2 separate regions of the Mus musculus genome follow, and region 2 is linked to region 1. Evidence: chromatin contacts called from public HiChIP or PLAC-seq data. All regions are on one chromosome and are shown on one strand. The core of a region is the stretch at or near the end of the contact, and the rest is flanking DNA. Distances in the headings are between cores, read along the strand shown. Region 1 has its middle 42 kb from the start of Gm30224. Region 2 has its middle 42 kb from the start of Runx1.

What was found. HiChIP or PLAC-seq counts read pairs in DNA pulled down with a chosen protein or histone mark.
Region 2: an H3K4me3 HiChIP or PLAC-seq map of bone marrow-derived macrophages shows a contact between it and region 1, with 2.4 times the contacts expected there. The contact joins two enhancer-like sites. A contact is called at or near these places in 2 of 484 Hi-C or Micro-C datasets (CD4 T cells and bone marrow-derived macrophages), 1 of 115 datasets of contacts at active chromatin or transcription factors (bone marrow-derived macrophages) and 1 of 9 other capture datasets (embryonic stem cells).

The regions. Positions count from the first base shown.
Region 1 is chr16:92,551,050-92,557,444 of GRCm38.p6, reverse strand. No RefSeq gene overlaps it. Among named protein-coding and RNA genes, the nearest start is that of Gm30224, 42 kb to the left of the region's middle. Within about 2 kb of position 4,189, at least 31 of the 459 cell types and tissues checked have an H3K27ac peak or open chromatin away from gene starts, as enhancers often do. A contact at or near this core is called in bone marrow-derived macrophages, where this site is marked.
Region 2 is chr16:92,865,099-92,871,259 of GRCm38.p6, reverse strand. No RefSeq gene overlaps it. Among named protein-coding and RNA genes, the nearest start is that of Runx1, 42 kb to the right of the region's middle. Within about 2 kb of position 3,714, at least 86 of the 459 cell types and tissues checked have an H3K27ac peak or open chromatin away from gene starts, as enhancers often do. A contact at or near this core is called in bone marrow-derived macrophages, where this site is marked.

The sequences.
Region 1 (6,395 bases), core at 2,940-5,439:
ATGAACTGGAGGTAACTGGTAGTAAGTTTTATATGTTTTCTACAGTGAGAAGAAGAGTATCTGTTTCCTGATGTATAGGCTTCCTAACCCGTACACTTCAGACTGCATTAGCACCTAGTTCACTCAAAGGTTCTGTCCTCTGGGAGAAGTTCCAGACTCAGGAGTCACTCGGGGCCCTTTCCATTGTCCTGCTCAGTCTAGAAGGTTGAGGAATGGGTAAAAATATTAGCTCTGATTCCAGCATGAAGCTTCTCCATGGACCTTGAAAGTCATGCTCCCGAAAAACCGTTTTACCTAATTTATTTAAAGCGAACCCCCAGAATGTGATGGATTCCAGCCAGTGGAGTTACAAGGTCAAGGGTTTAAGCCTGCAGGTTCCTGAGGTGCCAGATGTTAAAGAAAGGTCTGTATTACCAGGGACCCTAAACCTCTGCCACAAGGGCTGTAGGAAAGACAAGACACAGACAGGCCATTGGTGTTTTTAGGGTTGCCAGCGTTCATTTGTCAGAGTAGCTCAGCGGTTCAAGTCTTTCCACACGGCTTCATGCAAAACTGAAGGTTCACTGACTACTCACGAGGTTGCCTGGGCAGACAGATGATGACCATTAACTAAATAAACTGACTGATGGCCTTGGAGCAGAATCAGCCCAAGCATGGGGGGAAGTGGATTATATCGGAAATTCTGAGGATAAGCAGGAACTCACTGCCTCCGTTGACACAGGATACGGTGAGCAGAGAAGTTAGGCACAAAGCAAAGTTTCTCAGCAAACACCCTCAGGTATTCCTCACATCATCTTGTGAAGAAGGCACTCCTTTCTAAGGAAACAGGGTTTCTAGAAGTTTCTCAATCCACAGAACCCCATCACTAGATGCTAGCTTTAGATGCCATTCCATCTTCCATCAAGGTGTGTGTGTGTGTGTGTGTGTGTGTGTGTGTGTGTGTGTGTGTGTGTCTTTGTGTGTCTGTGGCCATCTGTCTGTCTGTGTTTCTTGGGTTTGAGTGTGTCTGTCCATGCCTCTTCCTCCCCATCCCCATGGTTCCATTTTTACCTTTTCTTATGTGACTTGGGAGATGTCAATCATGGTTCAGTCGGCTCATTGATACGATCGGAGCAGTACTAAGCTTGCCCTGTAGGAACCTATAAGTGACACGGAGGAAGAGTTTAAAGCTACAGCACAGTGTCCAAGGCTGTCCCCAGTCCATGCTAGCCTGTACTGCCTTCAAAGGTAGCAGCTGCTATATTATAGTTTTTCTATTGTTTGGCATAGCTGGAAATGGTATGTCTGGTCAGTAACAAATCCCCAGTAAGGAGACCCTTGCACAGATTGCACGTTATTCTCTTTCAAACATTAAAACACAGTAAAATACCCCAAGGCTGAATACTTAGAGAGATGACTATTGTTTCCTGAACAATCTAGAAGTACTCCAGGGACCCACCACCACAAACCTGTGCCTTGGCTTCCAGGCACTCTGAGCAGGACCCAGAGTGGTGGTCTGGATGGGTCAAGGAGCACTGTATGCCGCAGTGTGACAATAACTACCCAAGATCCCTGTAGTGGCTATTCCTAGTTGTCAACTTGACTATATCTGGAATGAACTACAATCCAGAATTGGAAGGCTCACCTATGATCCTAATCTGGAGGCAGAGAGATACAAGTTTCTGACCTGGATCTTGGCATGGAGATCTTGAGGCATAGTGGCTATACATTCCAGAAGATTAAGACAGGGAGATCTCTGAGTTCAAGGTCATCTGGATTAAAGGCTTGGTGGCACACACCTTTAATCTGGGCCACACCAACTGCTGGAGACCTACATAAGGACATTGGAAGAAGGAGGAATCTCTCTTCTTTGCTGCTTGCCTTGTGGGACTGAGCAACTACTAGATCCTTGGACTTCCATTCACAGCTGCTGCTGACCATTGTTGGAGAGTTGAACTACAGATTTAAGTTCATTCCCTTACTAAATAGAGACTACCCAAAAGTTTTGTGACTCTAGAGAACTCTAATACAGCCCCCTGCTTGGGAGCAGGGACTGGCCTTGACCAGGTATGCACTTGTGATTCAACCTTCTGTTGCCCCTTGCTGTTTGCTGGACTCTCTTCCAAGTTTAGAATCAGCTCAAAGCTTCCTTTAAAAGGACAGCTTGGCCCTAGCAGGCTGCTGGAGTGACATGTCAGGCTGTCCCCAGAGCACAGTTGTTTCCCAATAGCCCAAGTCATGCCAAATTGCTTGAGGCTTGTACTGTAGTGCAACCTGAAAATATGTCCTCCCACCCCAATCAGGTAAAAGCTTTCAATGTATTGTAGTGCAGCCGGAAAATATGTCCCCTCCCCTAGAGATAAGCTTCAAAGTCAACAACTACATGGTAGATGGAGATAGACACCCATTCCTTTCTGTCTCTAAGGCCACTACTTTAGGGGCGACTGAATCTCCTAACTTCTCATAGGTCTCATACGAGAAGAGGCACCCACTGCTCTAGCCCATACTGCCTCCTGACTCTAGTACTTGCTATTCTTATTATACCACTGACTTGCTAACTGTGCTCTCCTACTGAGATTCTCAGCCCCGCCTCTGCCTCCTACATGGTCCTCAAACCTCCCTTCCTGTCCTTATCACTCAAAGAGCCAGTCATGTACTGACTTCCATGTCAGAGCAAGAGCTTCCCCTGCCCGTGTCACAGTGCCCTGGTATCTCCTGGAGGAAGGTTTAAACCCAGTGGATCCGTCCATTCCAAAATGTGCCCAACATGAGAAGGTAAGCTTGGGATGAGGGTGTGAAGTGGACATTTCCTTGGTAGTTGACATTTCCAACAGAGGCCACTGCTGGCCTCTCCAAGAAACACATTTTGAGAATATTCGCCACGACCCATGGTCATCAGCTATGACCAGATAAGAGACTAGGGATACGTAATCCAAGCCCTCAAAAGACCCTTGAGTCATCCTCGGTGATAAGATCTTAGGTGACTCAGAACGACGACCACTGTTCACATCATGGAGCTCAATTCTAGTTGTTGCTGGGCCCCAAGGAAGAACTGAGTACAAGGGAAAGAAACAGAGACCAGATAACACACCAATGCGGAAAGCTGACTTGAAGAAAGCCAGGCCAGTTTGCATGGGGAACTGGAGCCTAGCCTAAGCTGGGATGACATCCTGAGGTCCAGGCTCTGAGGGACACTAACTCCGTAAGAAGGAACTGTGTCACCCTCCATACATCCCAGTATTAGATCCATCTCAATGCCACGTGGTCCTTCCTGGCCTCCTGGATGCCTTCAGATACTTTCCCAGAAAGGAGTATCTACCGTGCTCATTAGCATCACCAAGCAGGAGGTGTCTCTTCCTAAAAGGATCTCCACCTGTGACAAGCACATGAGGACACATCAGTTCCCAGACATCTTCATGGGAGAAGATTTACTAAGCTAGTTCTCTTGTCTCAAAATAAAAAGCCAATAATGAAATGTCTACCTTCAGAGATGGTGATGGGAAACCATGTTCCATGTGGTAATCTTTAGGGGGTGATGATACAAAAGCAAGCCTGCCTGGCAGGGGAGGACAACGACCCTGATGTCATGGACAAGACTAGAATTATAGATAGCAGAGGCTGGGGGCACTGGAGAGAGAGGATGATAACCAGTCAGTTCTGCAAGTTAGAGCTGGGAAGGCAGAATACAAATACGTCCTGGTCCTTTGATACACAGCAAGGAGATCGGAAACAGCACCACATCAGACACACCTCACACCTGGAAGAAATGGTTTGGATTATTCTCATCAAAAAGAAGAGAAATACCCTAATTTGATTATTACTCAACATATAAAATGTATCAAGCCTATAAAGATAGGTCCAATTATGTATCTATTAAAAATAAAATTCTTAGAAGGTAGAACTTCAACACTTTGGGACTGACATTCAATGTGTTTCATAGAGGACCCATTTGTCACTGTTGAGTCAGAATTGTCAGGTTCTAACCCCTCGGCTGCCTTCCAGCTCTGCCAGCCCCTGAGACCAAGCCTTGGGACCTCTGGGGACACTGACAACCAAGAACTGAAAGCTCAGGTTCATAAGGAGCATCCCCAGGGATGGAGCACAGCACCTGACTGTGAGAGACCAGAGCTGAAAAGTACAGGCAGGGTAATTCAGTCTGCTGGGCACGTCTCTTCTCTTTCCTGGGTCTTGTAAACGTTTCTCAGCTGAAGCTATTCAGAAAATGAGTGACTAAGGAGACAACCATCAACACACTAGACATTTCCTCTGCCCTTCCTCTTCTGAGTCTCCCAGAATTCTGGCTGCTTCAGGGAGCTGAGTTTCTCTTCAGATCTGCAGTCACCTATAATGGTGGCTCACTATCTGGAAGATAAGAGAGAGAGCAGCTGAGGTTCAGACGGCAGAAATACGGCTTGTGCCTTGCTCGGCTCGTCTTGCTCGGCTCGTCTTGCTCGGCTCGTCACGCGTATTATCTGCTGGAGGAAGTGACTCAGACTGGATGTGAGTGCCCTGTGCTTCGTTATGGCTTCTGAAGTGATCTGGACTCAGACAAGACCCCTTCCCAGGCTCTTTTGAGGGACTTCTTTTGGGGAGGGATGAGAAGCACCCAGGACGGTTACTGTTAAAATTATTTGGGAGTTGTGTAGCCCTCCGCAATACTGCTCTGTTCAGAGTCAAAATGATTTCATTTCCATTTCTTCTCTCAAAGTCAAAATAACAGGTGAGGGACTTGGAGAGGAAAGGAGGCTAGTTCTCCATCCAACCAGCACTGACCCAACTCCCAGCCTACCAGGCCCTGGTCAGCATACGGTGGCCTATTTCCTTAACATTTCAACGGTTGCACAAATTCTTAACACCACCACCACCATCCATCCATCCACCCCACAAATTTTGTGTTCACTGTGTCCGATGCAAAAACTAAGCACAGTGTCTTGGGAGAAAGCCTGATAAACGCTTTTGCCCGTTTTTCATGTTTTCCTGTATTTTCATGAACATCTTTATCAGAGTTCCAAGAGCTGAGCGGGGTGTTGGGGGAAGAGGTGGGGGGGGGATCTTTTACAGATGAGCAAACTAAGATTCAACAAAATTAAATAACTCGCCGGAGGCTACACAGCTCTTTCCCCAGTCATCTTGAGTCACAATTAACTGTCTGGATCCCAGAAAGAAATTGCAGACCAACCACTCGACTACGGGAAATGAGCCGTCTAGAGGTGGCTGCCCTTAAAGGAATGTGGACGGCTGTCTGGGAGCTTCAGCACCCGTAGTGACCACACTCGGGTACCTCCAACCACTCACAGCTCTGGGAGTGTTTAAAAGGACGAAAGGCTTATTCCAAGTAAGCCTTTTATTATCTGAAAGTTCAGAGAGCACGCTAAATACTGCTGGCCAACTGTTTATGAGCACGAACCATCCAAGTTAATCCAAAATGTTCTGCATCTCTGCTTGGGTCAGTGCAAGACACTGCCAAAAGAGACTGGCATTGACCATTGAACCAGAGCCTGTCTCTAACAGAGTTTAAAACAGCCATTGTGCGCACATGCCCCTTCGGGGCCCTATAGATTGCTCTGTTTACTAAATTTCCATTGGCTTCTGGTTTGTATTTTTCTTTTTTGTGCTCAACAAAGGATATATTGTTCGTTACTCAGATCCCTTGATTAAAAAATCCAAGTGTTGAGTAATCGCACTGTTCCTGGCTGTGCTAACCCCTCCCCCTGTTCCCTGATTCTCATCTACTTCAACTTCCTTCTCCATCCATCTCATGGGGAGTGGATCTGAACCCACATCTGTTTGATGTTACTGATACCGCCATACACACATGTGCCCGTAAAAAAGAATCCCAGAAAGACTCGGGGAGGGATGGGGAGATGGGAAGAGAGGGCTGGGTTGCTGGGAACCATCATTCTCCTGATCTTGTCTGCAATGCATGGTTCCACAAAAATTAGCTTCAGGCGTTAACTATTAATGCTGCCCTGGGTTTTAGGTAAGAATTAAATGGCCTAGTCGTTGTTAGTTTGGAAGACAGCCAAGACTGGCCAGCTGCCATCGAGCACCCTGGGAAGACAAGCTTGTATCCCAGACAGTAAGGGCAACACTCGCTATAGTGGGGAGTCACTACTGGGACATGGAGCCCCTATCAGGCAGAAAGCACAGAGGTGCCACAGCAACCTCTGTGTTAGAGGTTTGGTGATGGCATCCTGGAGGTGGTCCTTGTACAAACACAGCTCAAATTTTACCCATGAGCATCCCTGTCATTCACACTATGAAAACTGAAATGGATCTTCAGACGTCTCTGAAGTGCCAGGAAGAATCTCTCAGAAAAGCGATCGCTGCTACCAAGCCAACAGGTGATGTAATCAGCCCAACCAGACAGGGCAACCCCGAGATGTCTCTGAAAGATGAGACACTTTTCTTTATCA
Region 2 (6,161 bases), core at 2,465-4,964, 310 kb before region 1:
AGTGTGTGTGTGTGTGTGTGTGTGTGTGTGTGTGTGTGTGTGGCCATGCATGCACATGCATGTGTCCCTGTATATTATACATGCACATGGTGTGGGGTACAGATGGGGTTCAATGACCCTAGGTATATAGACCCTCAGGTACGCCTCACCTTTTGTGGGGGAGGGGTTACAGATGTGTGTAGTATGTGTGCACCTGTGAACGAGTACATGCTGAGACCCTAAGTGGACATAGCTTGTGTTCAATTGCTCTCCACTGCCCAAGCTGAACCCAGAACATGCCAATCCTAGCTGGTCTAGCTAACCAGCCTGCTCTGGTCCTAGCTGGTCTAGCTAACTAGCCTGCTCTGGTCCTAGCTGGTCTAGCTAACTAGCCTGCTCTGGTCCTAGCTAGTCTAGCTAATTCGCCTGCTCTGGGGATCTCCTGGTTATGCCCCCCACATCCTGGGATTACAGCGGCCACCAAACTGGCCTGCCTTTCATCTGGATTTTAAAGAACAAACTCTGGTCCTCATGCATGGACAGTAATCACGTTATCCACTGAGCCACCTCTCCAGTCCACACCTTGTTGTTATTAATTTTTTGAAGACATGGTCTCTAGGCTAGCTCTCTGGCCAGGGAGCCCTAGTCACTTGCCACTCACCCTCGGGTTAGAAGCATGTATCGCCATGCCTGGCTTTTTTTCTATGTAAGTTCTAAGAGCCAAATTCAGGTCCCATGCTTACAAGGCAAATGCTTCATCAACTGTGCTACCTCCCCAGCCCAGCATGTGTCCATGTTCCTAAACGAATTCAGAAAAGGGAACCATTGGTTCTGCTGGTAATGTCCAGAAAGCTCCTCGGGGGAACAATGGGTAAGCTGCAATCTCAGGGATCGTGTGTCAGCTGCCTCGGGAAAATCCATGAACAGGTGATTTATAAGCAATACAAGTTTATTTCTTCATTTTGGAAGTGGGAAGTTCAATATCAGGGTGCCGGTAGATTTGACATCTGGTGAATCATATTGCCTGGTTCACAGATGGCATATTCTCTCTGGTGTAAAGAGCTTATGTCACTCTGAGCATTGCCTATAAGAACGTTAAAACTCTGCTTATGTGACCCAATTACCTCCAAAGGCCAAATCCCCAAAACCCATCGTCTTGGGGTAAACATTTCAACATATGATTTTCTGGGACACAGACATTTGGATCAAAGGGAAGAAAAGTGGTGACATCTTAGCTGTTGGTCAAAACCCTTCCAATTTCTATGCCAGGAAGATAAAAGGCACACATGCAAATGTTTGAGAGTGTTTAGGTGGGGTATAAAGTAAGGTGTGTTCCTGTGTACATGAGGGGAAGATGGAGACAGACAACCAATAAGGAAGAAAAGCCAAGAAGTTCCCCATTGGGTTCACAGGGCATTGCCCAATGTGCTCTATGTGTTCTATCTCAGTAAGCTGTGTCTGCCAACCTCAGCTCTGGAGGACAGAAGTCTAACATGAAACTCATCACACCCTCTGAAGATGGGAGGATCACAATAAACTCCTTCTATTGGAAGGGCCATTGACCAACCAGGCTATCTCTGCTTGGATGCAACTTAACATTCTTCTGCTATTATCACCAAACATTTTCTTTCTTCCAGGGGATTTTGGGTGCACGCCTTTAATCCCAGCACTCGGGAGGCAGAGGCAGGCGGATTTCTGAGTTCGAGGCCAGCCTGCTCTACAGAGTAAGTTCCAGGACAGCCAGGGCTATACAGAGAAACCCTGCCTCGAAAAACCAAAACAAACAAACAAACAAACAAACAAACAAACAAACAAAAAAAGAATGGAGCTCCTTGCCTGCCAATCAAAGCCATGAGTGGCAGAAAGCCTTGCTTCATGAAGGAATGAACTAGCTCTCTGGCAAAGGGGAAGCAGGGTGAAGGATCGTCCTGATCTTGAGGATGATAAACATAATCTGTATCTTATTTATAGTGATTTCTAAAGCTCATCTAACTTCACACTTAAAAACAGTGATGTTACAGAGCCACACGCCAGGGCAGGTCCCGTGCCCAGTAGTGGCTGGCTAACACAATATGAACTCAAGGGTATTTTTGTGGGTTTTTGGTTGTTGTTGTTGTTGTTGTTGTTGTTTTCATATTGCTTTGTTTCAGAATTTCTGTTTTTGTCATAATGGTCTTTTAACTACTTGGCTTTTTGTTGTTAATTTGTTTGATCTTCAGTTTTTGTGGTTTGAAAGGGCTGTTTCCTGCTTGATTTTGTTTCTTAGAGGTCTCCCCCCCCCCGCCCCTGCCCCCAAGGAATAGAGACAGAGAACATAAAGTTGGGTGTATTGGAAGGTGAGGATGATCCGGGAGGATTTGAAGAAGGGGAAACATAATCAAAATATAATTGTATGAAAAATAACACATTAAAAAATACAGTAAGAAGCAACAGAGTGGTGGTAGGCACAGCCACTACGAGAACATGGCAGAGAGGAAGAAAGGAAAGGGGCTGACGAGAGGAAGCCTGCTCAGAAAAAAGGAACATGATAGAGACAGGCTTCCTGGAAGCCTAGAGTGGGGAATTATAAATAGACAAGGCAAGATGATAAAAAACATGACCAGTGTGCAAGGAAGCTTGAAGTGGTCCCTTCCAGGAGGTAAATGTGAGAATGAAGACAAAGTTCTGGTAAGTCTGCAATGTGCAAGGATGAAGGTGCTCCTGTGACCACGCATGCCTGGACTGGAGGAGGCCACAGTCAAGGGCAAAGAAGGTTATCAAAGCTAGACCAACTCTCTCAGAGCAGAATACCTAGACTGGCTTCCTGGTTGCATAGCCCATAGCTGTTTCTTCATGCCCTGGTTTTAGCTGTCGACTTAACATAGACTAGAGTCACCTGAGAAGGGGGTCTTAACTGATAGATCAGCAAGATTAAATTAGCCTATCAGACAGAATTGGCCTATGGGAATATCTGGAAGGCATGTGTGGTCTTGATTGTCAGTTGACGTATGAGGGCCCAGTCCACAGCGGACAGGTGGTCTTGGGGTGTATAAGAGAGCTGTCTAAGAAGGCTAGAGAGGTGGTGATATGGCTCAGTGGTTAAGGGCACTTGCTGCTCTTGCAGAAGACCTGAGTTCAGTTCCCAGCACCAATATGGTGGTTCACAACCATCTGTAATTCTAGTTCTGGGGACTCTGATGCCCTCTTCTGGCCTCCCTGGGGTGCGAGGCAGACGAGTTATTCAGACTCAGGTCAGGCACAAACACTTACACACGTAAAATGAAAATTAGATCAGAAAGAAGAGAAAAAGAAAGCAGAGCATGAGCCATGAGTTCCTCCAGGCTTCCTGTCGTAGCCTCTGAGGCTGGGGAGAGCTCCCCAGTCAGGCTAGTTAATCCACATAGACTCAGCTGACACCCTTCAGTGACAGACAGTGCCCTGAAAGAGTAAATAAACCCTTAACTTCCTGAAGTGCCCTTAGTCAGGGGGTCTCATCAGAGCAACAGCAATCGAACTAGAACACCTCCCAATCTTGTGTTCCAGACATTGAACAGAGTTCTCTTTGTTCTCAAAGTAGGTCAGTCCTGTTCTCAACACAAATGTCTGAACCAGCTGTGGGGGTCCTACTTGTCCTCACTGATCGTCTTTGAGAGACAGGAACATAATTAGGTCTCCACACTGAGAGGAAGAGGGAAGCAGAACGGGATTCGCTTTCTAAATCAAAAGACAACAACATCTGCATCAGCTCCTTCCTTCCTGTTTGTGGTGCTGAGAGGAGAACGCCTTGTGGGGGTTACGTCAGCCATCTTGTGATCATGAGGTGATAAATATGAAGTTTTGTTTTCCTGTCCAACTGGTCAAAGACCACAGAGAGGAAGAATAGAAAAGGCTTGGGTCCCTGATGACAGAAGCCATCTGCTGCACCAGAGGTGAAACCATCCACCCCCGCTCTTGAAGGATGACAAAGAGGATGACATAGTTCCCACACTGCTTGAGCCATGATGCTTTCTGCTTGTTGGCATCGGTTCACCAATCCACGTGGCAGCACCAGTGCAAAGACCCTTAGGTCCCACAGCAGAACCTGACCATGACCTTTACAGCTGTGTCTACAGCCCTCACCCTTGAGGCTCAACAGTGAATCAGAAAGAATATAGGAGTTAGCAATGGTGAAAAGAAGGGAAACCTACTCTGGGCTCAGGGGAGAATTTTTTTCTCCCGTGTGGACTACCAAGGGCATGGCCAGTAGCAGAGGCAGGCAGGATGATCAATTATCTCTGGGATGTGGAAGAAATATGTGTGATTGTGAGTGCCAGAACATAGAGGATTTGATATCTAGGGAGGAAGGTCTGACTTGTCAAAGGATATTTCAAATTTGTAGAGAATACACCTGAAGTATTTTAAAATTCAACACAGATCATCCCAACTCCCTCATCTTGGGAGGAGCACAGGTGGTTTGCAGGTACATCATCCTTGTAGGATCTGAACAGGGGGCTCGGAGAGAAGCTGAGATCTGTACATCCATTGTGACCACTGACAATTGGCCTCAGAGAACGCCAAGGGGATGGAGTCTCTGGTCTCTCTTGGTGCCACTGAGTTTGGATAATGAGCTGGTCTCTTCCTCCTCCTCTTCCTTCTCCCCCATCTTCCTCCACTTCCCATGTTCTTCCTCCTCCTCCATCTCTTCTTCTTATCTTTCCCATGCTCCCCATGCTCTCCCTCCTCCTCCTCATGCTCCTCCATTTCCCATACTCTCTCTCCTCCTCCTCCTCTTCCTCCTCCTCCCCATGCTCCTCCATTTCCCATACTCTCACCCCTCCTCCTCTTTCTCCTCCTCCCCATGCTCCTCCATTTCCCATACTCTCACCCCTCCTCCTCTTTCTCCTCCTCCCCATGCTCCCCCACTTCCCATACTCTCTTTCTCCCTCCTCCTCCCCATGCTCCTCCATTTCCTATGCTCTCCCTCCTCCTCCTCTCCCTCCTCCCCCTATGCTCCTCCACTTCACATGCTCCTCCACTTCCCATGCTGTCTTTCTTCCTCCTCCTCCCCATGCTCCTCCACTTCCCCATGCTCCTCCAGTTCCCATACTCTCTCTCCTCCTCCTCCTCTTCCTCCTCCTCCCCATGCTCCTCCATTTCCCATACTCTCTCTCCTCCTCCTCCTCTTCCTCCTCCTCCCCATGCTCCTCCATTTCCCATACTCTCGCCCCTCCTCCTCTTTCTCCTCCTCCCCATGCTCCTCCACTTCCCGTGCTCTCTTTCTCCCTCCTCCCCCTATGCTCCTCCACTTCACATGCTCCTCCACTTCCTATGCTCTCCATCCTCCTCCTCTTTCTCCTCCTCCCCATGCTCCTCCACTTCCCCATGCTCCTCCACTTCCCATGCTCTCTTTCTCCCTCCTCCCCCTATGCTCCTCCACTTCACATGCTCCTCCACTTCCCATGCTCTCTTTCTTCCTCCTCCTCCCCCTATGCTCCTCCACTTCACATGCTCCTCCACTTCCCATGCTCTCTTTCTTCCTCCTCCTCCCCATGTTCCTCCACTTCACATGCTCCTCCACTTCCCATGCTGTCTTTCTCCCTCCTCCTCCCCATGCTCCTCCACTTCCCCATGCTCCTCCAGATCCCATGCTCCCCCTCCTCCTCCCGCACTCCGGGATATTCTACGCTCTCACAAGGCAGTCCTCCCAGTGATTTTCCAGACAAAGGACACCAGGAAGCAGTTCAGAGGGGTTGGTAGATTTTAAGTTCTGCTTTATGGAACAGTGGAACCTTTTAAGAAACAGATTTGTCATATTGAAACTAGGTTTTCACTATATTATTCTGCATACTTTTCATTTTCTGCCTTTTAAGTCAATACAAATATAGAACAGAATATCTCATTTTTCTACTTTTATTTTTTACAATATTTAGAGTTGAACCCAGGGTCTTGAGTATGCCATCCAAAAGCCCTACTACTGAACCAAACCCCAAGATCTTATGGATTTTTTTATTCTGACATAAATTCTCCCCAAATTACTTAGGTTGACCTTGAACTCACTATCCTCCTAAATCAGCTTTCTCGGGAGCTGGGAATTCAAGTCTGTGCCATCAGACTGGGCTCATTCTTCTACAACTTCCTGAGGATCTATTCATGAAAATTGGGTACCAGTCATGTCTCTCTCTAGGTCTTCAACAGGTCAATTCCGAGTTGTCTAATGATGACAT